Regions from separate parts of the Macaca mulatta genome. Here region 2 is linked to region 1. The links are chromatin contacts, called in public Hi-C maps. All regions are on one chromosome and are shown on one strand. Each heading gives the region's core, a stretch centred on a gene start, on an enhancer-like site or on the middle of the called end of the contact. The rest is flanking DNA. Distances are from core to core; before and after follow the strand shown. Region 1 has its middle 46 kb from the start of STARD4. Region 2 has its middle 95 kb from the start of NREP.

Evidence for each region. Hi-C and Micro-C count contacts between places; a contact is called where the count stands out from the background.
Region 2: a contact with region 1 is called in a Hi-C map of fetal cortical plate, with 1.7 times the contacts expected there. The contact joins two enhancer-like sites. A contact is called at or near these places in 2 of 14 Hi-C or Micro-C datasets (fetal cortical plate and liver).

Annotation. Positions count from the first base shown.
Region 1 is chr6:120,356,063-120,361,131 of T2T-MMU8v2.0, forward strand. No RefSeq gene overlaps it. Among named protein-coding and RNA genes, the nearest start is that of STARD4, 46 kb to the left of the region's middle. Within about 2 kb of position 2,774, at least 8 of the 40 cell types and tissues checked have an H3K27ac peak or open chromatin away from gene starts, as enhancers often do. A contact at or near this core is called in fetal cortical plate, where this site is marked.
Region 2 is chr6:120,649,118-120,654,198 of T2T-MMU8v2.0, forward strand. No RefSeq gene overlaps it. Among named protein-coding and RNA genes, the nearest start is that of NREP, 95 kb to the left of the region's middle. Within about 2 kb of position 2,309, at least 13 of the 40 cell types and tissues checked have an H3K27ac peak or open chromatin away from gene starts, as enhancers often do. A contact at or near this core is called in fetal cortical plate, where this site is marked.

The DNA.
Region 1 (5,069 bases), core at 1,524-4,023:
TGTGCCTGCAGTCCTGGCTACTCAGGAGGCTAAGGCAGGAGGATTGCTTGAGCCCAGGAGTTCAAGGTTACAGTGAGCTATGATCGTGCTACTGCATGGTAGCCTGGGTCTTGCACATTTAGGAAGATTTGGAAGAATGTCCAAGTAGGGTGCAAGCAGTATGCTCAGGACACAGTATGCTCTGTCATTTTGCCTGACAGAGAACTTTAGGTTACCTGTGCTTAGAAGCACACAGCTACAGAAGGAACTAAAAAAACAGAGAAGTAGACCAGTTCGACCACAGTGAGAAGAGAGGAGAGAGCATATCTATTTGAAGCCTGATGACTGACGCTTTATAGGACAAGTGAATGTTCACAATTGTGCCTTGTGAAGGCAACCCGGTGTAAGGTCCCTTTCTGTGTAAGATAATTAATAAGATCCCCACAAGAGGGCGCCCTGGTAGAAGAAAGTCCTGGCTCATCCATTCACATCCTGTGCGCCTGACTCACCAGCTCCCTCGGGGTAAACCAGGGCCTTCAGAGAGAGGCCCCAACATGAAAACATCCCTGATGATGAAAGTAATGGACACTGGCCCACTGAAGTTCCTGGGGAGCTGAATCACAGGTGTTCTTGTGATTTCACAAACAAAAGACTCCTCTTATAACAGCAGTGCTCTATTTTCTCCTAAGTCATATTCTGTGGGAGCCTCCCACCATCAGGATTCATCAAGTTTGTACTTAACAAGTTAAGCAATGAGCTGCTGTCTTTGGCCCCTAGAAAGATTCAAGGTGAACCCTTTGTCTTCTTTCATGTCACACCATATACATCAACATCAGATCTGCTGCAAGACCAAGAGATTGTATATTATTTTAGGTGAAATACTGAAGTCATTTAGGCATCCCGTAGAAATATGCCTGGTACCTTAAAGTCACTTAGTTTCTTAGTGATACTATCTTGGAATTCCCACCCATTTCCTCAGGAAGTGCTATTAGCAGTACAGGATGCAAAATTTAGTCTAATGAGCAGACAACAATGTGGGTGTTTTAAGCGCAGGCTGTGTCTTGAAAAAACAAATGGACCTGTACTTTTCTTTGACTAAAGGCCCCTCATTGGAAAGCTGCTCCCCGCAGGTGTTGTCATGGTAACACATGGTAAATAATAGATATTAACTGATGGTACCCTTACGTCCCCAGGCTCCTTCCAACTCTCTAAGAATGTTTTCACAATTTTGTATTGTAATTCTGTATTGTTTTTCTTAAATAGGGTCCCAAATTATATACATTTCATGCTGTTCCCACAAAACCTTAGTTCCCCAGGTGTTATTTCTATGACAGCATATCTAACTGCATCCTCTCAGCAGCAGAGCACCTGTCAGTCTCTGCTAGATTGAACATGTCTAGGACAATAGCAATTGTTTCCAAATGTACGCATTTCCACCACCTTTTCTCCCCTGGTTTTTCTTTAAGCAACTATTGTATCAAAGCGAAGGAAGGAAGTGACTAAGAAAAGGAAATTATGCCTAAGTCATTTTAAAAGGGTATTTTTCAAATGACAAAACTTTTTCCCAAGCAGGGGTTTCAGGCTAGGCTAAGGACAGTGTGGATCAAAACACAAATCCTTAAGGAGTTGAATTTCTTCTTTGCCGTGCTCCTACTCCTCTGCATACAAATTGTTCTTTGAGCTTTCCCGTTGTCTTCTCTGCATTCCCAAGCTCACTTAATTCATGGTCTGTCTGCCTCTTTGTCTCCTTTTTTCCTTAGCCCCCAGAGATGTGCCTGCCTACTTTTTGTTTTCACAGCTTCATTTCCATCTCTGGCACGTGAGGGCCTCTGTGCTGGATGCAGATATATTACCTTTGTTTTCCTGGAGTCATCCCACTGCTGCCTGTTTCCGGCAGCTCCCTCCACATTATTTTACTCTGTATCATTGCCCTCAGCCACGAGGGTTAGCAAGGCTAATGGGTAGAGTGAATTTAGCCTGTCTTTTTGTATTAATACATCCCGCCAGGAAAAATCATTTACAATGGCATTTAGGCTTTGCAATGGGAAAACAGGAAAGAATCTCATTCTTTGTGGTCTCAAGCTCATACTGGCAGAGGCTGAGTTGCTATGAAATTTCCAGCTTCAGGCAGAGAAGGGAAAAAGTGTAGGGCACAACTAAAATACAGGAATGCACATGGGTGCACACACACTTAAACATGCATTATGTTTGCCCAGTAATGCATGTGCACTTGGGTGCAAGCCCCAATTCAACCTCTTTCTATGTGTTGGATATATGTATGAGAAGAAGCCCCCCCCCCCTTTTTTCCATTTGACATTCAGTTAAGCTAAAAGCAAAAACAACCATCTGTACTGCCTTTGATAGAGTAGATTGCTAAAAGCTGTTCCCTGTCAGACCTTTTCTTTCAGCCTTGGTGAGGAGACACATCCACATATGACACTTCTGTCATTCACATATGAAACACTCATATTTCAACAAAGTCACAGGTGCTCTATAAAACCATCAGGTTAAATTGTAAATTCTTCACAATAGCTGGCTCCTATGACCTTTGATTGCCATAGCAAAATGGAAAGCATTCACTTCACTTTTAGGTCTTGTGTTTTTGTATGTATGTGTTTTTGTTTGTTTGTTTGTTTGTGCCACTGAGGGCACCAAACATTCTTTCTGATTGTGCTCCACATTCTTCATTACAGTTGCATTTAAACAGCTCATTCTAATTCATTCTGTTGTTCCTGTTCTGTGTGAACTATCTGCTGGCAGTTACCATGCAAACCCCAAATCCTGGGATCCTGCTGCTAGATCACAAGCTGCCATTAGCATATTTTTAATAGCACCTGATTACCCTCCAAAGACCTTCTGCTAGTTGAACTCCATTAGCTTACAGTGTCAAGAGGTTTGATTGAATATTTACAGTGTGGATCAGGGAGAGAATTTGCTGAGCTGCACAGTTAGTCTCCCAGGTTTAGCTTTCCATGAGTGCCAGGTTAGTTCCTTGGGTCCCATTTAAAGAGAAGTTCATGACAATTTTCTGGTACGTGGAGGTATCAGTTCTTGCTTCCTAGAGCTGACTTACTATAATGTGGAACACCAACATGACCCTCAAACTTGCTGAAGACTTCTCTTAGTTTTAATTGAAAGATAAGCAGCTCTCCAATGTTTAGGAACCTGGGCAGGGGTGCTGTTACCATCTTGTGTTTTCTAACTTAAGCTAAACTGAATAAAGGAGGCAATATTAATCAGAAGTCAGATTCTCCTCAAAAAAAAAAAGGTTAGAGAACAGTGAATTAAAAGTATTTGAATAATTAAGAGTTAACATGATAGATTATTTTAAGGTAGACAGTTAAGAGCTTTTGAAATGAAGTTGCCATTTAAAGTCCTGAAGACACTCAGCAACCAGTGAGCTACGTAGATGAATTTCGACACCTAAAGTGAAGACAAGAGAAAAATAAAAAATAAATAAAATGAAGACAAGAGGAGAAGTTTTAAGATGCGATTAAATTTGAATAAAGCAAAACAAGATTAAACAGTGGTTAAAAACAATTTAGTGCAGAGGAACCTTGCAAATTCAAGTGGTTATGGGGATAAGACAGAGAAGGAAAATGAATGAAGTGAGCTGAATAAAAAAGGATGGAAGACAATGGGCACTGATTTTCCACTGCTGTGGAAACACAAATGACATAAGCATTATATCATTCCAGAGAGTGCTGACCCCATCTAAAGGGAGTGTTCTTTCATTTGCTATCAGGAGGGCCCAGTGCTGCCAGATCTTCTCATAGCTGAAGAAAAGTTTGAAATCTCGCTGTACAGTTCAATGGTATTAAATGCATTCATTGTGTTGAGCAACCATCACCATCATCTATCTCCATAAGTCTTTGATCATGTAAAACTGAAACTCTGTGTTTATTTAGCAATAACTCTCCATACTCCTCCTTCTCTAATATGGTTTGGCTCTGTGTACCCACTCAAATCTCATGTTGAATTGTAATCCCCAGTGTTGGGGGAGGGACCTGGTGGAAGGTGATTGGATCATGAAGGTAGATTTCCCTCTTGCTCTTCTTGTGATAGTGAGTGAGTTCTTACGAGATCTGGTTATTTACAAGTGTGTAGCACTTCCCCCTTCGCTCTCTCTCCTGCTGGTCATGTGAAGACATGCCTTGCTTGCCCTTCACCTTCTGCCATGACTGTAAGTTTTCTGAGGCCTCTCAAGCCATGCCTTCTGTACAGCCTGCAGAACTGTAAGTTAATTAAATCTCTTTTCTTTATAAATTAACCAGTCTCAAGTAGTTATTTATAGCAATGTTAGAATGTATTGATACATTCCCATTCCCTAACAACCACTTTTCTACTTTGTCTCAATGATTTTGACTATTCTAAGTTGCTCATGTAAGTGGAATCATACAGTATTTGTCTTTTTGCGATGGGCTTATTTCACTTAGCATAGTGTCTTCAAGTTTCATCTATGTTATAGCATTTGTCAGAATTTCTTTGCTTTTTAAGGCCGTATGTATATACCACTATTTGCTTATCCATTCATACCATTGATGGGCACTTGGATTGCTTCCACATTTTAACTATTGTGAATAAGATTGCTAGGTACAACAAATATCTCTTCAAGATACTGCTTTCAGTTATTCCTTTATTTCTTTTTTTTTTTTTTTTAATTTTCCTTTAAGTTCTGGGATACATATGCAGAATGTGTAGGTTTGTTACATAGTTTTACATATGCCATGGTGGCTTGCTGTACCTATCAACCCATCGTCTAGGTTGTAAGCCCTTCAAGTGTTAGGTATTTGTCCTAATGCTCTCTCTCCCCAGGCCCCAGTGTGTGATGTTCCCCTCCCTGTGTCCATGTGTTCTCATTGTTCGACTCCCACTTATGAGTGAGAACATGCAGTGTTTGGTTTTCTGTTCCTGTGTTAGTTTGCTGAAAATGATGGTTTCCAGCTTCATCCATGTCCCTGCAAAGGACATGAACTTATTCTTTTTAATTGCTGCAGCTGCTTTCAGTTCTTTTGAGCATATACCCAGAAGTAGATTTGCTGGGTCAGATGGTAATTCTATTTTTAATTTTCGAAGAACCACTATACTGT
Region 2 (5,081 bases), core at 1,059-3,558, 290 kb after region 1:
CATCAGAGGCTGGACTCTCCTCATTTTTAGTTTCTCTGTTTTCTGCAGGTAAATTTTATTTGGTCTCTTGGTTAGTCAATTCCCTTTGCTCCTTTTACCTTTTTGTTTGCATTTTTTAATCTAAAGATTTATCCTTTACTGCTGCCTTTCTTAGCTTCATTTCTACTTTTGTAGGAGCAGGCTTAGCTCACTGATCTCTTGGGCTCTTCCTTTACTGTTCTTTCAACGGGGCTGACCTTCTCTCGAGCATCTTGGTAGCAAGGAGGGCTGCCTGGATACTGCTAGTCCTCCTGAAACTTTACTTCTTTAAAAAATATTCTGTAGCTCACTTGTCAGTAACTCAAATTTACCTTCTCCTTTGAGTTTTCCTAATTAGTGATATTTTACTACCCTCTGCATCTGTCTGGCTTCACAGTTCCATGAAGTAATACCAAAATCTATATTTTCCTGGATTTGCTCCTTGTTTATCAGATTTCTTTCACTTGCTTAACCATGCCTAAGGCACATTTAATAGCTATTTGTATATAATTTAAGAGAAGTTGATTAGAAACCAAAATTTGTTTATTTCATTCATATCCATTGTTCATTCATTCATGTGTTAATTAAACTAATGTTTCATTATGCATCTACTACATGTCATAAAGTCAATAAAAAAATCTTAGGGGACCAAACACTAACAAAGGTGATGACACACGCCAGAGATTTCTGAGCTGTGAGAAAGACCTAAGCTTCTTCAGTTCCATGAGGTTACTGACACATATTTTAAAATGAAGACATGACACACTTTTTTTTTTTTTTTTTTTTTTTTTTACACACTGTCTTGGTTTGGATTGCTATTACAAAATACCACAGACTGGGCGGTTTAAACAGCAAACGTTTATTTCTGACAGTTCTAGAGACTGGAAATACAAGATCAAGCTGCCGAATGGTTGGGTTCTCTGTGAGGGTCCTCTTCCTGTCATACCCTCTCATGGCCTTTCCTTAGTGAATACACAGAGAGAGAGAAATCTTGAGTCTCTTTCTCTTTTTGTAGGGGAGTAAATCCTACTATGTGGGCTCTACCCTCATGGCCCAATGTAACCCTAATTACTTCCCCAAGGTCTCACTTCCAAATACCATCACATTAGGGGTTTGTGTTTCAACATATTAATTTTGGGAAGACATAAACAGTCCATAGCACATAATATTACATTTAACAAACTAATGTTTTTTATACACACAAATCAATGTGATATAAGTATTATCTCCATGCAGTCATAGTGGGATTTATAAACTATACTAACTCATAATGTCCTGCAAAGCAGTATGCTCCAATAATAGACCCAAGTTTAAAGTTATCTGATAAATGCCATCTGGTCATCCTGTCTCTATTTGTATATCTTTGTTTGGAGACAAGGTCAAATTTCTAAATTTTATGGCTTCTATGAATGTGAGGTCTGGGCCAAATGGCTCCAGTTGTTTACTAGCAAATTAGAATAAATTACACATACAGATACAAGACACACAGTTAACTATATACAAATATAATTCAAAGTTTTTATTCAAATCCATAAGCTAGCCAAAACCACTGGTTGTATCAAGTCTGAAGGGAAACGTACATGTATTCTTTCTAGCTCTTCTGTTCCAAAATATTCCTGGAGGATCTTTGGTGTGGTTCTTGCAACACTGCCAAAGACTCAAGACCAAGCAAGACCTAGGAAAGGCTCTTTCCTCACGTATGCATGACCCTGAATTTCAGTAAAACTCAACTGGTGGGTCCTGAAGGTTTGGTCCTATTCAGATTCCTCCATTGAAGAGAACACTATAAATACTCTAAGCTAATATATGTCTGATTTATGGTCTTTGGTATCAATTTGGTATTGTGTCCAAATACTAGTGACAAGAAGAATACAATTAAAAAGCATTCTTGATTCTTAGTTTGATATAAATTTAAAAGTTAGTAAGTTCTTTCTTTCACATCAGCTATTTTTAGACACAGTTGGCAGGCCATATGGATATATTTCTAGTTCTTTATTTCTAGTAAGGTTTTATTTAAAAAGAAAAACACAGACTAATGCTAAAAGCTTTCAAATTAGTGCAGATTTCAGTGCTAGCCATTTAGATGCTCACAGGATGCTTCTGACACTTTCATATGCCTACATGGAGAAAATTTTTTTCTGTCCCAGTAGCACCTTGGATACACACCTGCCTTTTTAAAATCAGGCATACAAAAGAGAAAGTGCTGATGAATTTGGTGCTGTCTAGACAAGTATACTACAGTGCAGTGTTAGGCCAGTGGTTGCCATGGTAATGCTCAAATAAGCTTTTACAGCTCTGCTAAATAGCGGGTTGTGGATGATTCCTTTGCAATAGACAATTCCTCCCAACCCCCACCCCCCACCGCCTTGAAATAGGAATTGCCAAAAACAATCTGACTAATTCTAAGACATGGAACCATGGCATCCAACAATGTTTCAGGATGTAAGATGAATGCCATGCTTTAATGTTCCTTGTCAAAGTAATTCATTTTCTTTGCCATTTGTCAGCAGAGTTACAAGTCCCTCATTATGTAGCAGAGGAGCCTGAGCCTAAGAAACAGCAGTGAGTGGGCAGGAAATTTAGTGTTTTCACTTGCTTCAATAAATGATAGCTTTGGGGTCTTTTTCTCATTATAGTTACGCCTTTCTTCCTTTGAACTAATAGTTTGGGATCTCATACTCTTCACTGGCCATGGGATAACCTCTGGTGTACAAATTTGGATTTGAGATTACCTCTTTCCTCAATGAGCTGATAGTTTTGTGGGTAACACAGAGAAACTGAGCCCTACAAAGCAGATTTGGATAAGTGGTACATGTGACAAGCAGGGTGCTTCTGAAACACAGAACAAAACTTTATGAACAAAACTCAGTCTTAGAAGGACAGTGAAAGCACCTTGGTAGACACGGTATCCAACCTGAAGGACGATAGGAGGAATCCAAACAAAGTGGTGAAAAGCATACCAAGAAGAGGGAACAGGGGATGCAAATCCTCAGATGCACTAGGGAAAAAATACGATGTTCCAGTCAGCTGAAGAAATTGAGGGAGGTATGCAGAGTGTAATAGGCTGTGTGAGGGAGGAGAGTAAAGAGAGATGAATCTTCAAAGGTAAGCAGGGTTCTACTTATGAGATCGTAGCTATGTTTAAAGTTTGGAACTTTATCTTAAAAGCACTGAGGAACCAATGAAAGCTTTAAGCAGAGGAGTAACACTTTTTAGAAACTTACTTCAAATTGCAGTATGGACAATGAATTGGAAGACAGCAAGATCGGAGGCAGGAAGAAGAGTTACATAGGCTTTTTTAGTAGCCAACAGCTTGTCAAATTCAAGGGTCTTTTTTGAATTATCTTATCCATCTGTAGTGAAGACTGTTAGTGGTCCTTCCATATCATGCTTTCTTTATTATATATAGTAAGAAGTTAAAATTCATCTGGGCACACAGCTGCCCAACTGAAATATACATTTTCTAGATTCCCTTGTAGCTAGCTGTGGCCATGGGATCTAAACTGAAATGATACATACAACTCTTAAGGCAAGCCCTTCCCATTTTCCTTTTCTTTCTTCCTGCAGTCTTGAATAAAAATGTATGCAAGAAGTGAAGGAATTACCTTAGATTATGAGATGGAAGCCCAGTGCCAAGGAAGCAGAGCAGTAAGGCTGAAGGGGCCTGGGATTCTGATGATTTAGGAATCACCATATTAGCCCTGAACCATCTAACACTACCATTTTTATTTCTCAGTTATAGAAGCTAAACTAGTATCCTAATACACTGTCTTTATGTCATGTGACAGTTAATCACTTTCTCCATAAACTCTACTACTTCTTGTTCATAAAAAGTTTCCTGTCTACCTATCTACAGCTTATAATCTATCTATCCATCCATCCATCCATCGATGTCTTCGTCCTTTAGCTACTATTTAGTAGCTATGTCTTCATCCTTTAGCTACTCTTTATTTAGCAGTTTTCTTGAATTCTCTTTATCTTTTTTCCGTTGTGGGTGTGATTCAAGGCTCTGTTCTACACTTCCTGCTTTGGACTCATGACTTTATTCAATACAGCCAGCTTCCAATTTTGTATTTTAGCCTGATCTTTATCTAGACTCATTTTCAAATGCCTGCAGCATATTTCCATTTATGTCTCTAACTATCATTTCCAAATCATCATATCCCAAACAAAGCTTGTCATTTTCTTCCCCTCACCCACATGATTCCATTTCTTGGGCCAGTCTTTTCTTTCCAAGGCAACATATATATATATATATTTTTTTTACCTTATCAGTCCCAAAATCTTATGGTTAACCTTTACTGCTTCACTATCCCCTTCATCTCTTGTGTCTTGTTGCTTTGGTTTGCGTCAAATAACATTTATATTTTGTTCTTCCTATTGTTGTTGCCAGTTTTCAATTCAGCCTGTCAGCTGAGTCCCCTTCTTCCATTCTCTTCCTTTACTACCCTTTTTGAAATATGTAAAGCTGTGACCAATTTCATAAATCACCACTTTTCTTTTCCCCTTCATCAAGAACTGATGGAGGATGTCTAGGTTTGATCACACTAGCTCCCTAAGAAAGACTGTAATGCAGTAGAAAGAACAAAGGTTTTAAAAGTTGACAAAACAGAGTTTGAATTACTAATTCATTAATCACTAAGTGTGTGATCTTTAGCAAATTTTTTACCACTTGAAGCTTAAATAGTGACATATAAGAAATAGAGACAGTAAAAATTCACATGTGGAGGTCATTGTTAGGCTCTAATAAGATACCTTGTGGGGTCTGGCACAGTCAGAGTCATTTTCCTTCTGGGTCATGACAATCTAGTACTCCTATACTCACCATGTCTAAGATCTAGTTTCTTCTGCCTCAGGCTGACTGGGATCAGTTCCACCTCTGTGCCTCTGCCCACACTGAGGCATAGATATGTATATGATACATATATATATGCACATATATGTGTGTATATATATGTATATCCCCTAAGATACGTATTTCCTTTCCTTTTTTATTCAACGAATATTTATTAAGAGCCTTCTATGTGCCAGGCACTGTTCCAGCCACTTACTTAAATCCTGCT